Regions from separate parts of the Mus musculus genome. Here region 2 is linked to region 1. A link is a contact called in public Hi-C data. All regions are on one chromosome and are shown on one strand. The core of a region is the stretch at or near the end of the contact, and the rest is flanking DNA. Distances in the headings are between cores, read along the strand shown.

The links. Hi-C and Micro-C count contacts between places; a contact is called where the count stands out from the background.
Region 2: a Hi-C map of the N1E-115 cell line shows a contact between it and region 1, with 2.5 times the contacts expected there. The contact joins the promoter of Slc6a12 here to the enhancer-like site in region 1. A contact is called at or near these places in 10 of 39 promoter capture datasets (the 3T3-L1 cell line, 3T3-L1-derived adipocytes, the C10 cell line and 6 more), 5 of 484 Hi-C or Micro-C datasets (B cells, the Ba/F3 cell line, the G1E-ER4 cell line and 1 more) and 1 of 9 other capture datasets (embryonic stem cells).

The regions. Positions count from the first base shown.
Region 1 is chr6:120,975,499-120,979,214 of GRCm38.p6, forward strand. All of the region lies in intron 20 of Mical3 (microtubule associated monooxygenase, calponin and LIM domain containing 3), which reads right to left. The region is part of intron 1 of Gm43915 (predicted gene, 43915); the gene reads left to right. Among named protein-coding and RNA genes, the nearest start is that of Gm43915, 19 kb to the left of the region's middle. Within about 2 kb of position 1,788, at least 123 of the 459 cell types and tissues checked have an H3K27ac peak or open chromatin away from gene starts, as enhancers often do. A contact at or near this core is called in B cells, the Ba/F3 cell line, the N1E-115 cell line and 3 more, where this site is marked.
Region 2 is chr6:121,341,007-121,344,357 of GRCm38.p6, forward strand. It overlaps Slc6a12 (solute carrier family 6 (neurotransmitter transporter, betaine/GABA), member 12), which reads left to right and starts at 1,568. Exons shown (of 16, transcript NM_001381903.1): 1 at 1,568-1,610; 2 at 2,044-2,099.

The DNA of each region.
Region 1 (3,716 bases), core at 538-3,037:
GTTATCACAGAGAAAGGAGCTTCAGTTGAGGAAATGCCTCCATGAGATACAACTGTCAGGCATTTTCTCAATTAGTGATCAAGGGGGAAAGGCCCCTTGTGGGTGGGACCATCTCTGGGCTGGTAGTCTTGGGTTCTATAAGAGAGCAGGCTGAGCAAGTCAGGGGAGGCAAGCCAGTAAAGAACATCCCTCCATGGCCTCTGCATCGGCTCCTGCTTTCTGACCTGCTTGAGTTCCAGTCCTGACTTCCTTGGTGATGAACAGCAGTATGGAAGTGTAAGCCGAATAAACCCTTTCCTCCCCAACTTGCTTCTTGGTCATGATGTTTGTGCAGGAATAGAAACCCTGACTAAGACAGTACCCAAGGAGCTGAAGGGGTCTGCAACCCTATAGGTGGAACAATACGAACTAACCAGTACCCCCAGAGCTTGTCTCTCTAGCTGCATATGTTTGGCCATCATTGGGAAGAGAGGCCCCTTGGTCTTGCAAACTTTATATGCCTCAGTACAGGGGAACTCCAGGGCCAAGAAGTGGGAGTGGGTGGGTGGGGGAACAGGGTGTGTGTGGGGGTATAGGGGACTTTTGGGATAGCATTTGAAATGTAAATGAAGAAAATACCTAATAAAAATTGGAAAAAGTTTAAAAATAAAAACAAAGAAACAAAGAAATGAGGCCGCATTCTGTCTTATTGGCTGGTGACCTCTCCCAGGCATGCACTGATGTCTCTACTGCAGTCTGTGTACGCTTAACCCCACCCCGCCTCCGTTCTAGCAAGTTCGTCATTAATGATCCTTTTCCAGCTGCAACAGGGCCTAGCCTTGAGCACGACAGCTTCCAGCGAGTTCTGAGTATCTTAAACAGCCGACTCCCCTGAGGCTGTGGTCTTCAACAGGCAGGCCGTGCTGTGCCTGTGTCTCGGGCGGGGTGAAGGCTAGAGCTCCTGGGCTGACTTTACTCTGTTTATTCATGCTCACATCTCATTCATTCGTGAGTTCTTCCCCCCCCCCCCCCCCCGCCCCCCGGAGGCAGAGTCTCACTATGTAGCCCAGGCTGGCCTGAATCTTCAGTCCTCTTGAGCGTTGGGGTTATAGGTGTGTACTATAGCTCAAAGAATGCTCTGAGACCTGCCTCAACTAACTAACTCAGCCAATGGACTCACACTCTCAGTTAAGATAGACCAGTCTTCTATTTATATTGTCCTCTCTGACTACTGGGCATGGCAAAGGTGACCCAGGAAAGACCGTGCATATCGTAATGTGTGTATTGGGGGGTGTGTGTGGCAGAGACCTGGGAGAAGTGGCTTAAAGTGTAAACCTAAGAATCTGGTTGGGCATGGTGGCGCATGCCTGGAATGCCAGAAATTGGTGGGCAGAGACAAGGGACACTGCATGTTCAAGGCCAGCCTGGTCCAGGCCAGCCAGGGTTATAGAGTGAGACCATGCCGCAAAACACACAAGGATAGAGGAAAAATAAGAAAAAACTGCAGAAAGCTCGGCACTTGAATTCTGAACGCATCCATCACTGGCTTCCGGGTGCTCATTAGCCTCCCTTGTTAATGAAATGCGCTGTCAGCTGCTTAGCACTGCTCAAATCTGAAGGGAGGCCATGGAGACTTCTGCACTCATCTTAAATTCTCTGTCCCTCCACCTCAGTGTGCCCTCGGATTGTCTAGACAGGCTGGGAGGGACCGTGTCTGACGTCCCAAGAGAGGGGCTGGAGTGCAGCCTGACCTCGCCCAGGCTATGTTATTAGGATGGCTGTGCTGGACATGATTCAGGGTGATGAATACGTCCCTCTGTGATGAAGACAATGAAGGTCCATGGCTGTTAGTGCCACGCCAGCTCGTTTTATGACAGCTCAGAGGCTGTGAGAGCCAAAAGGTCAGCTCCACCCCCCCCCACCCCACCCCCTCTAGTGGCTGTAAGCATAAGCATTTGCTTTTTTTTTTTTTTTTTTAAAGATTTATTTATTATTATATGTAAGTACACTATTGCAAGAGGCCTTTCTGTTTGTTTCTGCACAGCAGCCTCCCTAACTGCAGGAAGGACAGAGACAGACCCACAGGAGCTAGTAGAAACTTTCTTCAGGCTACCTCTACCATGGGACCTTAGGGGCTAACTGGAGGGTTGCTGGGCTCTCACACCACACAAGATTCACGGTGTAAATCCAGGACCTCACGCACGCCTGCCAAGCACGGAACCACTGAGCTACATTCAGCCTCAAGGCTCACGTTAGATCTCCTGGTTTACGCAGGCGCCTGAGCCTTGCTGGGGTCCTGCCTGGTCTGTTGAGGCTGGAGGGGAGGAACCAGCACAAGGGTGGGACGGCTGCCTTGAACTACAGCATGGACATTTTGTAAGTGAGGAGGGTCCACACAGAAGCAAGTTCCAACAAAAACATCCACCTTCCTTCTTCCTAGCAAAGGGAAACAGTCTTCTAGGAGGGATGGGGACCAGGAGGCCTAGGTAGGAGAGGAAGAGGTTAAAGGCCCACCTAAGTCACATAGTGTGTTTAAGGCCAGCCTGGGCGACTGAGTGAGGCTCTATCTCACAATAGAAAGATAAAAAGAGGACTGGGAGTATGATTCAGCTCGGAGTGCCTGCCCAGCACGCGAGAGCCATGGGTACTTCCTGTGAAGGCCCCTTTCATACTTCAGGGGACTTCCTCGGTCTCACTCCCCTGGCCGCATGACCACTCAGCTGCACAGCTCCAGCTTACGGCTGAGCGTGTCTAAGGCACAGGATTTCCAGCCCCGGGCCCAGCTCTTCAGTGCTTCCTCCAGACCTCAGCATCGACTCAGAACCAGCAGCTGTCAGGGCAGCATGTGTAGGAATTTAGTTCAGACGCACAGCTCTGAGAAGACAGACCTCAAAAGGGCTCTATGTCAATTCCCACGGGTCCTCTCTGCCCTGACTTCTTTCCCTCCCCGCTCTGTTTCTCTCTCCTCCTCCTGAGCCTTCTATAGTCCAGGCTGGCCTCAAATTCGCTACGTAGCAAGAATGACCTTGAACTTCAGTGCTAGACTAATCGAGCCACATCCTCCGCTCCCTCCCCCCATGTTTGGGGTGGGGGAGGCGGACAGGAAACAGAGAATGGCTTTGACTCTGAGGTTAAGCTTCTCCCATTCAGGGGCTGCAGTCTCCTCTGCCACACCCCTGGGTCCCACTGACCCTGACAACATGTGCTGCCAAGCAGGGGGCGGGGGGGGGGGGCAAAGAAGGCACATGTGTGTCATCCAGGACCCGTGCCCCTCGCTGCCTCTGTTGGAAGAGGGGCTAAAGCCAGAGGTAAGGGAACACAGGGATTCCTGTCCAGTCATGGTCTGCTTGGAGAGCAGCCCTTCCTCTCTTGGTGCCATCCACTTTGGGGAGTCCTCTGAAACCTTAACTGTCCTATTGCAAAAGGTACACGTTCTCCAGGGGCTCACTGACCGGCTTCTTTGTTTGTTTTGTTTTCAGATTTACCTTTTTGTTTTTTTGTTTTTTTTTTTAATTTATTTCATTACCAGTGTTTTACTTAACTGTGTGTCTGACATGACCAAGGAAACCAGGCGAGGATATCAGATCCCCTGGGATAGGAGTTACATAGGGTTGTGAGCCACCATGTCGGTGCTGGAAGTATAACCCAGGTCCTCTGCAAGAACAGAGAATGCTCTTCACCACTGAGCCACTCCCCAGCCCTGATCTATCAATTTTCTTTTTTATGTGCATGAGTGT
Region 2 (3,351 bases), core at 318-2,817, 370 kb after region 1:
CCAGCCTGAACGAGGAGCTCAGAAAATAGGCTTCATGCCAGGTACCTAGGAGTATGCACGGGGTCAGAAGAAGATGGCTGCTCGTGGCTCTTCCTCTCTTTGCAGTACTTTGCAGATGCTTGCAAAGACACAATCTCTGGCTTCTTGAGTTTCCAGTGGTCTGATAACAGGAGGGTGCGGGGGAAAATGAATATTGGGACAAGCTTGATTTGGGGGGGGGGGGAACCAATGTTAAGAGAGGGAGACAAGGGTCTGAAGTAGCCAGGGGAAAGAGATGGAAGGATTAGGTAAAATCCGACTTTACTCACTGGGCAGAAGGGCTGCCAAAGCCGGCTCTTTTGTTTTTTGTAGACCCTGGTATCTCCTGTGTAAGAAACAGCAGAGCAGTGTGTCTCTCAACCTTCCTAACGCTGTGACCCTTTAACACAGTTCCTCATGTTGTGGTCGCCCCTAACCATAACATTATTTTCATTGCCACTTCGTAACTGTAGTTTTGCTGTTATCAATCGTAATGTAGATATCTGATATGCAGGATATCTGATGTGTGACCCACAAAGAGGTCACAATGCACAGGATGAGAACTGCTGTACTGGAGGTCATGATGGTGGGCCCAGCGTGCAGGCATAGAGCAGACCCAGCAGGCAGGGCAGGTTGCACCATGCCAGCTGGGCACGGGGGTGAGAAGTGGGCAGCTTGCGGCAGACCGTGACTCTTTTCCCTCCAGAGCTGGTCCCCAGCTTGTAAAGGCCAGACTCATTCTGGTTTTCCTTGATGGGCAACAGAGGCCAGGGGGGACCTGAGGGATGGTGAGTGGGGTGCCAATGGAAAATTACAGACCGCCAATCTCACTTCACACCCTCCACTGTTAAGACATTTTTTAGCAGATAAAGGGGAAGTCCACACAAAGGGAAATTTCCCTTTCTCCCCACAACTTCCCCTGTTTCCATCCCACTCGGCATTGAAGAAACATCTTGATGTTTCCAGAGGCCACAGGCTTTTTCGTATCCATGCTGTGAAGACTTGCCCAGAGAACCCTGTTTTGGAAAAATCCTCCCATCATTGCTGAGGGCACACACATTCCCCATGGGTGTGCACACTTGACAGCCGCCAGGCTGTTCCGGAGGAGTCTTTGGTTTGTGGTGCTGTGCTGGGCAGAATCTGAGTATCTGGATCCCAGAACCCCCACCGGAGCCTGCAACAAATACTGACAACTGTCCTTAAGAACCTGTGATTTTCCCAGCACAGCCATGTTGACTTTAACCCTCCACAGCAACCTTGAAAAGCACCCATTATCCACCTTTCCAAAGCGGGAAACTGAGGCTCAGAGTCTTCCTTGGCTGGGAGACCATGATAAGGGTCTGGGTGGGTGGGCTGAACCTTGGATCCTATTTGCATTTGCCTTCCTGGGATATGCAGGCTCTGGAGACTTCTCTAGGAAAATCCCAAGGAGAAGGCAGTGGCTGGGAAGGTCTCGAGCTTTGCAGGTACTTGGTGGAAAACTCCAGTCTGTGATTCACCCTCCTCCCATGCCCTCGTCACTGAGGCCAGCTCCCCTCCCAAGGTCCTCAGTGTCCAGCCTGAAAGTTGGTGGCTCCCATCCCACTGCTCTGGTAAGAGGGGCTGTACCTTGCCTAAGAAGGAGCCGGTAGTTGGGGTGGAGGTGAGGATAAGGGCGAAGGGCCAGGAGCAGGAGGAGAGAGGTCAGGGAGGTAGGGCTGCCTGAGGCAGCTGTTCAACAAGGTTCTGGGGGCTTCTTCTGGATAGTGCCCACTGGGAAGACACTAGTCAGGAGTGAGGGGCCCTGAGGGGACAGAGAGACAGGGTCATGAGGTTTCGTTCCCTGAGGGTGGATGGTGTAATCTAGGCTTATAGACTTCTCAATCTCTCTTGTTGCTTGTGGTATTTTGTCCCTTCACTTTCTACAGCCCCCCTTCCCTGGTCTGGCCATCCGTCTCAGGACCACTGGGTGGGTGGGGCTGTGGCGGGAGGGGGGGTTGGGGGGGGGAGGAGCAGGAGTACTGAAGGTGAGAATTCCTCTTCCAGGTCTGGAGACGCTTACTCATTCTGGAGCAGGAGTTCTAGCTGGGCTGAGAGACCAGGTGAGTGGGAAGAGCATGCGCAGAGCGCGCAGTCTGGTTATCATAGCCTCTGTACCCCTGAGTCTGGAGAGCTGAGGCTCAGGGCAGAGGCAAGACCCAGCAGAACTGTGTGTCTGGGCAGGAAGCAGGGAGCTGCGGTCCCCTGAGGCCACAGGGAGTCTGATGCCATCCTCACTAGCCACATAATGAAATTGCTCAGGGACAAGCCCCAGTAAGTAAGGAGAGTTCACAGATGGGGAACTGGCCCCGAGGAGGCGGGCCATCTGCCTGCCAGGGGAGGGCAGTCAGTTTTCAGAGCTAGGAAGGGTGAGTGGATGGATCTGGAACTACCTTCACAGGTTGGGGGCGCCTGCCTCTTGGTCAGCTAGGGCTAGAGCAGAAAGCGGGGCACCAGCTTGGGTGGGACTGGGTCTGAGGAGAGGGAGCTGGAGAAGATGTGGGCTGCCACTGTGGAGGGCAGCTGCCTACCAGGTGTGAAGGGCTACGAGCAGCCAGGCTTTGGGGCCATGCACACAGGTATGTGTGTGCAGAGGGACGTGACGGAATGGCATCGGTGTGTTCAGGGGTGGGTGCTGGTATGTGGGTATGGGCTGAAGTGGGACTGGGTCTCTTTCGTTTAGGGAAGGGAGCGGTGGTGCCTGGGTTGAACCCTAGCAGTATGTGGGGCGGGGAGGGTTTCTGGAGGTGTTTCCTAGAACCAGAGTGGGCTTCCATCTAATCTGTCCAGCTCCTGAGGAGAGAGTTAAGACTGTACTTGCTGGTCCTTTGAAGACAGAACCCAGGATTGGCTCAAGGGCACCCAAGTATGGTGAAGTCCCTCCCCTTCCCCTTGCTCAGCCTAGCAAAGCGGGTGGACAGCCTGCAGAGGAGATCTGTAGCTGTGGAGGTAACAGAGCTTGCGAAGGGGAACGAGTTGTCCTTGCTGTCACAGAATCATTCCTAGCAAACAGACTAGAGGTGGGGCGGGGGGGAGGGACCCTGGGGGCCGAGGCTGTGTTTTTGAATTTATTTGCTGTTGGTGTGGAGCTGGGCTGGGCTGGAACTTTACTGTCCTGCTTCGATTCTGAGATCTGGAGTTCTCACGCAGATGATATTCACTATCTGACCCATAAGAAGAATAGAGAGAAAAGGGGCCCTGTGCAGCGTGTTTGTACGGCTAACGTTCTCCTGGACATTCCTTCCCCTAGTCTAACATAGCTGTCCAGTGCTGTGGTTTCAGCCCTCTCTCCTCCCTGCTCACCGTGGCTCTGAG